Linked DNA regions of Mus musculus: regions 2 and 3 are each linked to region 1. Evidence: chromatin contacts called from public promoter capture Hi-C data. All regions are on one chromosome and are shown on one strand. Each heading gives the region's core, a stretch centred on a gene start, on an enhancer-like site or on the middle of the called end of the contact. The rest is flanking DNA. Distances are from core to core; before and after follow the strand shown.

Evidence for each region. Promoter capture Hi-C pulls out the DNA fragments that hold promoters and counts their contacts.
Region 2: a contact with region 1 is called in a promoter capture Hi-C map of hippocampal neurons, with 2.7 times the contacts expected there. The contact joins the enhancer-like site here to the promoter of Mthfd1l in region 1. A contact is called at or near these places in 4 of 39 promoter capture datasets (the HPC-7 cell line, hippocampal neurons and liver) and 2 of 115 datasets of contacts at active chromatin or transcription factors (astrocytes and stem cell-derived neural progenitor cells).
Region 3: a promoter capture Hi-C map of liver shows a contact between it and region 1, with 2.4 times the contacts expected there. The contact joins the enhancer-like site here to the promoter of Mthfd1l in region 1. A contact is called at or near these places in 6 of 39 promoter capture datasets (cranial neural crest, embryonic stem cells, liver and 3 more) and 1 of 115 datasets of contacts at active chromatin or transcription factors (memory CD8 T cells).

What each region holds. Positions count from the first base shown.
Region 1 is chr10:3,970,352-3,974,699 of GRCm38.p6, reverse strand. It overlaps Mthfd1l (methylenetetrahydrofolate dehydrogenase (NADP+ dependent) 1-like), which reads right to left and starts at 1,625. Exons shown (of 28, transcript NM_172308.4): 1 at 1,222-1,625. The coding sequence starts at 1,445.
Region 2 is chr10:3,428,281-3,432,272 of GRCm38.p6, reverse strand. All of the region lies in intron 3 of Ppp1r14c (protein phosphatase 1, regulatory inhibitor subunit 14C), which reads right to left. Among named protein-coding and RNA genes, the nearest start is that of Gm29987, 52 kb to the left of the region's middle. Within about 2 kb of position 1,507, at least 3 of the 459 cell types and tissues checked have an H3K27ac peak or open chromatin away from gene starts, as enhancers often do. A contact at or near this core is called in hippocampal neurons, where this site is marked.
Region 3 is chr10:4,603,255-4,607,566 of GRCm38.p6, reverse strand. No RefSeq gene overlaps it. Among named protein-coding and RNA genes, the nearest start is that of Esr1, 100 kb to the left of the region's middle. Within about 2 kb of position 2,571, at least 6 of the 459 cell types and tissues checked have an H3K27ac peak or open chromatin away from gene starts, as enhancers often do. A contact at or near this core is called in liver, where this site is marked.

The DNA.
Region 1 (4,348 bases), core at 376-2,875:
CTGGATGCTGTCCCTCAACAGTTGCTCACTTTAATTTTGGATACAGGACCTGTCATTGGTCTGGATTATGCTGTGTGGGCTGGCCAGTGAGCTTCACGATCTGACCTTCTCTGCCTCTCAGGGACTGGGATGTCAAGAGTATGCCACCATGCCCACATGGGTACTGGGGATGGAACTTAGGTCTTCATGTTTCCCCCAGCCAGTACTTTTACTCAGTACTTAACTGAGCAGTCTCCCTAGCCTGAGCTTCCATTTTTAAACAACTGGTAGAAAAACAGAAATAAGGATACTTCATAGCACGTGAAAACCACATGAAATTGAAATGTCAGTGTCCATAAAATGTTGGATTTTATCAAAAAACTGTGAGAACGTTTTTCCTTATTACAAACGTACCCATGTAACATTTTAAATTCTGCTTTTTAGTTCACTGAACCTTAAGTATTTACTGTCATGCTCATTACACCAAGTTTGTAGAGCTTAGTTTAGTTTATTGTAAAAATAATGACTACTTGTTGCGGGATATATGTGTGACAGCCCCTGGGGGCAGATTATTTTTGCTCATTTGTTTCCATAGCCCCAGTTGGGAATCAAAGCAGAAAAGGGCTTTCCCGCCCTTTGCAGGTAGGTGCCTCTGCACAGCAGTGGCCTAGCAAACTCACTATAGGGTCTGACCAGATGACTCTGCTCAGATCACCACCGGATATAGAATGAACTTTCCAGATACTGCTGCACCGGAACCTGTGTGCTCTCTGAGCAGCGATGCTCCGGAGCGGACCGTACGCCTAGACCTAGAGGGCTTCCGCAAGGGGTTTAGCCCGCCCCTCCTTCAGTAGTGGGACATCAGCAGTGGCGGGATTGTAGGGCCATCCTCCTTGCTTCTCTCCCGCCCAGGGCCGCACCGCCCTTTTCCTGTCGGCGCCACGCCCGGCGCGGTTGCATCAGAGCCGGAGGCGGGCGGTGCACGTGGAGCGGGGCGTGCGGTCCGTGAGGCGCGCGCCGGCTGGGGGGGATGCCCTCATCTACCGGGTCCCATACTCCGGACGTTCCCCTTCGCCCCCACGCCCTCTCTGCCAATCGCAAGGCGTCTCTAGCAAGTCGGAACCAAGCATTCTCTGTTTCCCGCCCTACGAACGGTCCCTCGGGTCTCCCAGCGGCCGAGAGTGCCATTGGGTCCTTGGGTCCCTGGCTAGGGACCTGCCTGTAGACAAACAGGACACTCACCTGACGATGGAGTCCATCCCGGGGGCTTCCGGATTGCCTGGGCCATGGCTGCTGAAGGTTTGGCCATCCTGCAGCCGCCGCCCGCGTAACCCCTCGGGGTCACCACCTCCGCTGCTGCTGCTTCTGCTGCCTGAGCGACACAGCTCACGGAGGCGACACGCCGGGCCCGAGGGCAGCTGCTGGCGGCCGAGCTGGCGAAGCAGGAGAGGGAGGCGGACGCTCATGCTGCTGCAGAGTGCGGGGTGACTGGTTATCCCCAGGCGCCGAGATGCGGCTGCAAGTTCTTCCCCGGGCTGGCGTGGGAGGCACCAGAGAGCCAAGCGGCACAGTAAAGGGCCAGCAGCAGGAAAGACTAGACTCTTCCTCGTGGGAGGAACTGAGGCCCCTAGGGGGCACTGTACCAAGTGGCCGTGACGTTAACAGGGCGGGGGCCAGCGGACGTGAAGCTTTTGGTTGGAGTTGCCAGAAAGTCAAGGCATAGGAGGTGGGGCATCAGCGTGGTGCTGAGCCCTTGCCCTGAGATTGTATGGCCAGCCCTTCTGCCTCAAAACCTGATGCCACCCTTGGTCTTCATAATGCAGCTCACTTTCCTCAGGAGGTAGTGGTCCTAAGTCCAGTTTAGACCTTCAGAAGGAAGTGTTTATTACGTGGGAGGTGGCCTAGGGCTAAATGTCGTTCTTAGAGTTTGCAATGCAAATGCTGGTTTTGTAGCCTTAAGCAGATTAACGTCAATGGTTTTAGGACTGAGTCTTCCAAGTTTATAATTTCCAAGGCTAGTGGGAATAACATAGTAACTTTGTAGACCACAAATGAGGTAGGGTAGAATTTGTGCAAGGCAGAGACCGTTTTTTGAGTGCTCACGCTGTCTTGTGTGCTGGAAAGATATATTTATTAACCCCAACAGATGTAAGAAATGGAACGCCATTCGTCTGATTTCTAACCAGGAGAACCTGCGATCAAGAGAAGTCATTTGGTTTGCTGGCAGAGCTGTGAGCTTGCCCAATTCCACGTGCCCTCCTCCTCTTCCTCTTTTTAAGTTTTACTTGTGTCCTTGAGCTTGCAGCAAGTAAAGGATAGGACAACCTGAAGAAACCAGTTCTCTGATTCTATCTTGGGGTCAGCAGCGGCGTGCTGAGGTGCTGGGCAGAAGGATTGTTCTAGGGATAGAACTCAACTTCATAGGTTTGGCAGCAAGTGACTATACCTGTTGAGCCACCTCACTGACACACGGGGGCCATGTTTTTGAAATGCATGGACAAGCAGGTTCCAAAGAGGGTAAAAAGTTTAAGAAAAAAAAAAATACACACATCTAGTTGGAACTTGGAGCCACAGAAACTTACTCCCTATGAAAAGTGCCTACGATGAGGTTGAGTCAGACAGTGTTTACAGGATATCCTCTGCCTTCCTCACTGCTGTAGGTTGGATATGTGTCCCAAAGGTCCATATATTAAAAACCTGGTCACCCTCTTGGTTACTGGGAGATGGAGGCATATTTTAAGAGTTGAAGCTTATACATGGAGGAATTTAAGCCCTTAGAGATGAGCCCATGGAAGGGATATTGGAATCTATCTTCTGGCCATGTCCATTCATTTATTAGGGCAGGTTTGATAGATGTCCCTTTTAGATTGGGGATCCCTAAACACAACATTTCTCATCTGTGGAATAAACTCAATACTGTGCGACATCTCCCAGGACTGTGGTGCGTCTAGAGGAACAAGAGCTGTGGGAAATGTGAAGCTCACTCTGCCTGCAGGGATAGATAATAAGGCTCTTACCTCTAGCCTGGGAAAGCAAGGCAGGCTGACTTACGAGCTTGTAAACTCCCTTCATGCTTCTTAGCAGTGAGTTCAGGGCTAGTATCAAGCAGGTAGAGAGATAGACCACAGACAGCTGGGTGGACGATGTCACTGTGCTTGTGTGTAGACATACCATGCTGGCTACAATCAGGACGGGGAGGGGTGTGCATACGAGAAGAGTGGAGAAGACAGTTGCCCAATGGCCACTGAGGAATCCCAGTCGTCTCAGAGAAAGATTGCATATAGGGAGGGTGCTTTGGAGGAGCGCACGAGGGGTCCGAGGAAATGACGTCAGTTTTGGACAGTTCAGGTGGAGAAATATGTAAAGCCTCCTGTCCCTCAAGAAGGGAGTCTGGGCCAAAGAGGGGACTTTAGGAAGCAGAATATGAATAGTAGTTTAACCCTCCTGCGACTCGCTAGCAGTCAGGGAGACTCTTGGATCTCCTACATTAGCAGCCTATGGATGGCTGAGGAGTTCAGGCAGAGCAGAGCTGTCAGTGGGTGGGCTTGGATGCAAAGTTCCCTCAAAGGAGCTGCATGTTCTTCATGCTTTGCAGGATAGGCACTCCTCTTCCCTCGAGAGAGTATCCTTCATTACTTATCTAGAACATCTATGCTCAAGCTGCCAACCAAGGCCCTAAAGGAACTGACTCCTCCGGTGGTCAGAGCAGGTGGCCATCACTAATGATGCTACTTCGCCTTTTGTACCTTCTCCTTACACCTCACCACGTTGCCTCTCCAGAATCCAGGACCAATTGGGCCTGCCCACCCTCTGCTCTTCTCTCCTTCTCCTAGATAAGTTGGAAATTCGGATTTTTATTTTTAAACTCCTTTACACATTGTACAAGTCCAATTCAGCCTGTGGGCCAGCAGCTCATAGCCTCCAACGTAACTCATCTATGGAAGAAGGGATTTGCTTACACCGTTCTTTTTGGGGTTCCTTGAGAGCTCTGTGGACAGCCGCACATTGCTATGCCGACAAGGCATTTGGGTGTCTGCACCAAGCCAAAGTTCTGATAACTCTTAAGGCCCTGTTCTTTTGTGCTATGCTAAATCACATGGCTTTGGAATTAGTGAGTCTGACTGCTTCCTGTCCTTTCCAATTGCGTGCTGTATATGAATAAAGCCACTGTCTGAGAAACAAAGCTTTGTTTCTAGTCTAGAAAGGAGATGTTGCCTGTGGTATGGTCTACATTGTCAAGTAGGCAATAATGTCTTTTTTTTCGAGACAGGGTTTCTCTGTGTAGCCCTGGCTGTCCTGGAACTCATGCTGTAGACCAGGCTGGCCTCGAACTCAGAAATCTGCCTGCATCTGCCTCCCAAGTGCTGAG
Region 2 (3,992 bases), core at 258-2,757, 540 kb after region 1:
ATCAAAGGCAATAATAAGAGTGAGGCGAGGAAAAAAAAAAACTTTTGAACAACTTGTGCTGACACAAACTGGACATGCACATTCAAGATAAAAGCAAATACTGTAGAGACAACCCTTCACTCTCCTCGAAAAGAAACTCAGATGGACCAAAGATAGACCTAAATGTCAAATAATAACAGTACAGTAAGATGTATATTGAAGGAGAAAACGGTAGTGGTTGTCCACAGTGATGAGTGTTAGGAACATCAACAAAGGCAAAGAAAAAAATCCATGCAAGAGAGCACTGATAAGTTGGGCTTCGCTAAATAAACTGTTGTATAAAAGACACTCCAGAGAGAAAGAACAGAGTGGAAGAAAAGACATTCCCATTAATAAAAGCCTGGAGGCCAAGACAAACTGAGTTTCCCACTCTCCCCTTTGTATATGATACACAACTATTATACCAATTATCTCTATCTTCAGCCTTGAAGAATTTTTAAAACTCAACAGCAGGAGCTGGAGAGGCAGCTCAGTGGTTAAGGACAATTGCTGCTGTTACAGGGGGCCTGGGTCCGGTGTCTAGCCCCTCACATAGTGGCTCACAGCTGCCTGTAGCTCTAGTTCCAGGGAATCTGAAATCCTCTTTCCGTCACTGTGGGCACTGCATGAATGTGATCCACTTAAATGCATGCAGATGAAACACTCAGAGACATAAGATAAAAAATAAAAATAAAGTCATCTTGATATCTAACATCAGCAAAAACAAAAACCCCATTAAAAAAAATTGAACTAGAGTCCTCACTAGATATCTCTCCCCTAAGGGAATATATAGGTAGCAAATGTGTATACAAGTAAGTGCTCCATATGACATGTCTTAGGAAAATTTAGATTAAAAACAAAGATATATCAATATGCACCTCTCAGAACGACCACAAGTCGAGAACATTAACAACATGTTGTTAATGTGTTGTGGATGACTTGAAGAAGGAGGAACATTCATTCCTGATGAGAACAAAAAACCATCTGCCTACCTCAAAAGGGTCTGGTATGTTCCCACAAATCCAAATATAGTCTTAAGGTACAATACACGTACCTTGGAATTTACCCCAAGGACATGGAAACTTATCATTACAAAAGCCTGCACAAGAGTATTCAGAGCAGCACTGCCAACACTTGAAAGCAAGTCAAGCATCCTTTAATGTGTGAGCACTAGGTATAGACCTGGGGTTATCATCTAGAACTAAAATAGAGTGAGCTGTCAAACTATGGAAAGCCATGGAGGAGACTGAAATGTCTGAGTATGAAGAAGTCAGGCTGTGGGGGTAACATCTTGCAAGACTCCAGCTGGATGCCAACAGCAGGAAATCATGGGGTCAGCAAAGACAGTGTTGTGTGGGCCTGCAAGGAGGAAAGGGATAGGAGGGCAGAATGCAGGGCAGTGCAGAATGCAGGGCAGTGTAGAATGCAGGGCAGTGTAGAATGCAGGGCAGTGAAGCTACTCTGTATGACACAGTTACGATGAAAACAAGCCGAGTGTTCTCAAAACCACAGAAGGTATAACAGAAGGTACAAGAGCAAGTGTGAGCCCTATGTAGACTATGGACGTGGGTGATTACCAAGTGTCAATATGAACTCATCAGGACTTACAAATGCACCACTCTGGTGGGGGGTTGTTGATAATTGAGGAAGCTGGGGATATAGACAGGAAATTTTTATACCCTCTGGTCTATTACACTGTGAATCTAAAACTGCTCTGGAAGTCTAAGTCTGTGTAAAATACTAAGCTATGAGTGATTTAATAAATGTTTAATATATTAATAAAGACATATTCAGTACATAATTAATTCCAAGCTTATAAATCAATTAGCTATTGTCGTTATTGCTATTAAAATTATCACTGTAAATAACCTTTACTGAATTGCTAGGGGAAGTTATGAGTACCTCTATTTACAGGAGCCTCTATAACAAGAGGAAATTGAGGCTCAGAGAGGTTGAGAGCCTTATTAAAAAATTATGCAGCACCAGCTGTTTTTTCCCCAAAGACACAAATCAAAATTCACTCTCTTTCCACCATCTCTTCTCCCTCTGTGGTAAGGTAGTATAAACAACTCTATCTACATCATCAAAGATGCCTTGTTTACATTCCAAACTCTCAAGTGACATGATCATGTATAAGGTAACTTTGATCAAGTACAGCACCTCCAGAGATGGTTGCTTTAAAAGGAGGGATGCCTAACTATTTAGCATCTAGTTCAGATCAGATAGAATTGTCTAAAGTTCTGAGACAAGGTACTCATGAGGACAAACAGGACAGCACTACAGAGCACAAGCTCCAGTGTTAGACCTCAGAGTCAACTATTGGCTCCTTGGATTACTGCTCTGACACTGAAGACAAGTTACCCAAACCCTCTTCACCTGATGGCTGTGGATCAAACAGGGCAATATAGGTTAATACAATGTGAGCTACTTGACTCTGAAAAAATTGAAGCCAGTATGTTTCTTTCTAGTCCAGGTGTCACACAGCTGTATCTTACAAGCATCTACTAAAAGGCAAAGCATTTCACCTTTCTCAAAGCATCCTTTAGGATGAATGAACTTGAATAGACACTCTCACTCGGCAGCACTTCTATTCTTTGAAACCATGAGCTAAAAAAAGAATCCAGAGATGCCCTCTTGAGAACTCCAGCTCATTTCCCTCCTCTCAGAACAGTCAAAGGCTGATTTTTTTTAAATCTCATATGCCTATGTATCAAGACCAGAGGCTGACATTGAGTAGATAAACCAGTTGGCCAAGAGCTTGCTGTGAGATCATGAAGAGCGAAATTCAACCCCCAACCTGGTGTGGTAGTTAACACTCTAATCCCAGCACTGGGTAGGCAGAGGCCTGGAGGATTCCCTAGGGCTTTCTGGTTAGTGAGCCTCACCTACTGTCTTAGTCAGGGTTTCTATTACTGCACAAACATCATGACCAAGAAGCAAGCTGGGGAGGAAAGGGTTTATTCAGCTTACAATTCCATACTGCTCTTTATCACCAAGGAAGTCAGGACTGGAACTCAAGCAGGTCAGGAAGCAGGAGCTGATACAGAGGCCATAGAGAAATGTTCTTTACTGGCTTGCTCAGCCTGCTTTCTTATAGAACCAAGACTACCAGCCCAGAGATGGCACCATCCACAAGGGGCCTTTCCCCCTTGATCACTAATTGAGAAAATGCCTTACAGCTGGATCTCATGGAGGCATTTCCTCAACTGAAGCTCCTTTCTCTGTGATAACTCCAGCTGTGTCAAGTTGACACAAAACTAGCCAGGACACCTACCTAGCCCACATGGAGAGCTCCAGGAACCTGGCAGATCCTCTCTCAAAGAACTAACAAACCATAAAAGCAGACCAAGATAGACAGCACCTGGGCATGACAGGCAAGGTTGACCCCTAGCCTCGAGGTAGCCACAATTGCTTTCACACACACATACATACACCTACATGAACAGGCATACATAAATGCACACACTCAAAAAATTAGATGAATATTGTTGCAGGATCAGGACCCTCCACGTTCACTTACCTGCATAGCTGTGAGTCATTGATTTTGATCCCTAGACATGGGAAAAAGCAGGGGACACAGAGGGGGTTGTTTGGGTAGTGGTCTATGGGGCTGATCAAAGTGTAAATCTGACAGCCTAAGCTTTGCCACCTACATAACCATCTACCCAAGAGGGGAACTGAACAAAACAGAGTGGGTATCTAAGAAGCGACCTTCTGCACCTTCCAATCTGGTTCTCAACTGCAACCCATGCCTCTGCACATTGCATGTTACCCATCTGCATGATCCATTGCCTTTTAGTTTCCTTAGTACTGGGGATGGAACTCTCCACCCTGTGCAGGGTGGTGGCTAAATCCTCATAAGTCAGTAAACAGCAAGTACTTCCCCTTGTCCCCCACCCACAGAGGCAACTTTCACATGAGGGACAAAATGAAGCCTGCCTGAGAGCCTAGAGATTGGCCAGTGGCAGCCAATC
Region 3 (4,312 bases), core at 1,322-3,821, 630 kb before region 1:
TACAGGGATGGGATGGGGTTGTCAACATCACGATGGTATGGCCAACATCCAAGGAGGCTGTCTCCACCATCAAGAGCAAAGGGAAGCCTTGCTATTACTTATGACAGGAGTTAAGAATCAGGTAGAAAATGGACTGAAGTATCTGCTCTGGTAGAAGTGTCCTCCCCACCCCAGCTTAGCAACAGGAGAGTCCCACCCATGATTTTGATTGGCATCCGTGTAGACACCATTGGCCCAACAGCACTAGTGAATTCTGAGAGAATAAAATTCTCTAGATAGGATCTGGGGAAATGACTCCACTGGCAAAGTACTTGCTACAGAAGTGTGAGGACCCAAGTTTGCATCCTTAGCACCCATGTAAAACGTTAAGCATGACAACATGTGCCTGTAATTCCAGCTGGGGGAGGACATCACAGGTAGATCGCTCCAGCTCACTGGCCAGCAGAGCTGAATCAGGTTCAATGAGTCCCTATGGTGGTCTGAAGGAGACTGGCCCACATAAACTCGTACATTGAATGTTCCTAGTTCCTAGCTGGTAGAACTGTTTGAGAAGGATTAGGGGGTGTGGCCTTGTTGAAGGAGGTGTGGCCTTGTTGGAGGAAGTGTGGCTTTGTTGGAGAAGATGTGTCACTGGTGGTGGCTTTGAGAATTCTTGGAAAATCCATGACAGACCCAATTTCTAGCTCTCTGCCTCATGCCTTTGGACCAGATGTAAGCTCTCAGCTACTGCTCCAGCACCATGCCTGTCTGCCTGCTGCCATGTCCCCTGACACGATGGCCGTGGCCACCTTCTAAGACTGTGAGTGAGACCCCAATTAAAAGCTTTCTTTTTTAACTTTTTTTTAAAGATTTACTTATTATTACACATAAGTGCACTGTAGCTGACTTCATATGCACCAGAAGAGGGCATTAGATCTCAATACAAATGGTTGTGAGCCACCATGTGGTTGCTGGGATTTGAACTCAGGACCGTCGGAAGAGCAGTCAGTGCTCTTACCCGATGAGACCTTGCCAGCCCCTAAATGCTTTCTTTCGTAAGTTGCCTTGGTCATGGTGTCTATTCACACAATAGGAAAATAAGTAAGACAAACTCTGTCACAAAAAAATTCGATGGAAAGTAATCACATAGTATACACATGTTCACACAAGCACATACACAACAAGTACACACACACAAAAATTAGAAAGTTACATTAGAGCTAGCACATGGCATCCAAGTTTCACAGTAATAAGTAAAATTGGGAAATAAAGAGCAAGGATTTAGATTACTAAATAATCTTAAGTGGGAAACATGCATAAAGTGTATAATAATAAAGGTCTTTGTATGAATGTGTTTCACATCATTTCTATTTCAACTAAACTTTGTCTGATTATTACATAATGCCAACTCTGTTTCATAAAACCACCCTGTACTCCACTGGTTTGCTCTCTTCACCCTCCAAGACAAACACCCACACGGGTAGTTCCAGGACACTTGGAACCCCTAAAATCCTACCTGAACTCTGGGCACATAAACACACGCATTTTTCTGAAGGAAGAGTCTGGAAACTTCGTAGGATCTTCTCTGAAGCCTACACAAAGTTGAGAATCAAATGAATGGTGCTGTCACTTTAAATCAAAATCACAGTCACATATGTCATTTCTTCACGATTTGTAAAAACCTCACCGAGATTCAGAGTGAGTGCCACATGCAGATCCAATCTGACCCTCCTGCTCACACCAGGCAAACATTGTATCGCAGGAAACAAAGATGTGAGAGTAGTTCTTGGAAAATCAATGATGTTATCTACTTTCTCCCATAGAAGCACAAAGGAAGTAAAAGGAGAAGGAAGGCATAGACACGCTATAAAAGAGTTGCCTGGGTGTGAGAAGATAGTTGATGGGATGCCCAAAGCACATAGTAGGACACAAAGGCCTGAACAGAAAGGATTACAGTATCAGAAAGTTTCCCTATGGAGGGCTAGGCGAGGGGAAGATATCTCTGTGAGGGTTTGTGACTCCAGACTCTGCCCTTTCCAGTGCCTTGTGCAGGGCTCTGTCCTTAGGAGACATCACTTAAACAACAGATGTCAGGCTTCAAATGATAAGTAGGTTTTCCAAAGCCATGGCATTAACTACAAGTAGAAGCTGGCTTTCTATGCATTGAGATAATTAATAGGTGTCCTGGTAAAATCCATACTCTAAGGAAGATGCATAAATGAAGCTCTGGCTAGTGTCCAGCTGTGGGCACCATTCAACAGAGTAGCCATTCCCTCAAAAGCACAGGAGTGGAGAAGGCAGCCTGGGCCCTATGTGTGTATGAACTATTTACACCCTGTGTGTGTATGAACAACTATTTACTCAGGGGAACAAAAAAGAGAAAAAGAAGAAAAAGAACAGTGTTTGAACCAGCAGGGTTAGAGTTAGGTTATGTAATGCTGCAGGCAAGAAGAATAAGGCCTATTTTTTTTTCCTCTTTCCTGGAGAACGGTATTGTGAAATAGTCCAGGAACAACCACCAATTTCCACAGTCGTGGGTGCTTCTCCAGGTTTCTGTCTGACAAGGTCAACAGTCAGAGCCCTGGCAATGGCCTTACACCCAAGAACTCAGATGATCCTCAGTAACCTAGCAGGCCTAAAGCAATCTAAGGACAGTGCTTTCAGAAGGCACTGAAAAGGGCAGAGTCTGGAGTCACAAACCCTCACACATACATCCTCCCCTCACCCAGCCCTCCATAGGGAATCCTTCTGATACTGTAATACTGAGTTCAGGCCTTTGTGTCCTACTATGTGTTTTGGACATACCAACCTGTCAGACCAATAGGGAGTGGGGGAGATGACACCGACACAGGCATGGGGCAATGTCCAGGATTCTCTTAGTTGTTTTGAAACCACTTCCACCCACTCATACTCAGGTGTCTATGCTGCCTCTCACACATTGCACAACCTTAGAAAGGATCATTATTTTAGGGTCTGCAAAGCAGGCCCACCAGAAGTCAAAACAAAAATCACTCAAAGCTGTGCCCAGGCAGGGCTAGGACCAATGCATCACCGCTACAGGAGCTGAGTAGTGAGTGGGGGGTGGGGGGAGCAGTGGTGCTCGTGTTTAAGGGGAAAGTAAGAAGTTAAGATCCAGACCAGGAGAAGAGACTATAAGAGATGAGTAGACAGGACCAGAGTGCTTTGAACAAAGTGACCCGAAGCCATCCCAGGCAGTGTAGGCATGTCTCAGTCAATAGAAATAAAAGAGCTTCTAGCTTTCCCGTGGGTAGGGAATTCCACCCCTGGGAGACTAGGAGTCAAGGCAAGACTTGGTCACAAGGGAACAAAGCTACCCCAGTTGCTTGGATAGGTTCTTAGAGATTGTGTATTCCAGTTCATCTTTTCCAACCACAAATCATTCACTGCATACCCACAGTGTGCCAGGTACCATTCTGACTGTTGTGTCCGTGGAAACAAATGAAGAGCTGACCTTGCAGAGATTAGATTCCCATACAGTAAGGGTAAGATGCAAATTTTTATGGATTTAAAGTTTATATTCCACCTACCCCTCCCAATAAAAAAACCTCATATGCATGCTGAAATCTTAAAACCCAAATAGGTGGAATTGGCAAATGGTTGTTGGTTCATGAGGTGGGGGCTCTCCTGAAGGACTAGTGCCTTTGTAAAGGAGAGTTATTGGGGTCTTTTCATTGTATAAAACCACAGGAGGAAGATAATTTCCAGGACCCCAGAAGGGAGCCCCCATGAGGACCAGAACATACTAGTAAATGGATGGATCTCAGTCTTCTAGCTTCCAGAACTATGAGAAATGTCCACCTTTTAAGTCACCTAGATTATGATATGTGTTACAGTATCCCAAGCTGATGAATATTATAGTCAATGAGATAGACAGACATGGTCAAAGGATGCTGGAGATGAGATAAAGGGGTGCATGGAATAGAGACAGGGAGGACACTCACTTATACCTCACATATCAGGGAACACAGGAAGCTGGCTAGGAAGCAAGCGCTCCTGTCTCTTCTTACGAGCTCCATCATACTGATCTCCTCCTAACACCTCCTGATGCCATCCCGTCATAACTCATAATTTCAACATATGACTTTAGGAAGGACCCTAGCATTTGCCCACAGCAGGAGCTGGGAAGCGAAGGTACTTAGATAAGAGTGGGAGTGGTAAATGGGGGCCTCTTCTTATATGCTGGGTTCATTTGAAAGGCAGAGCCAACATGATTGCTGACAGATTAGATGCCTGGTAAAAAGAAAAGAAGCCAAAATGACTCCAATGTTCAGACCTCAAGAAATCCCAATGCAAACCAAGCATCAAGAGAGAC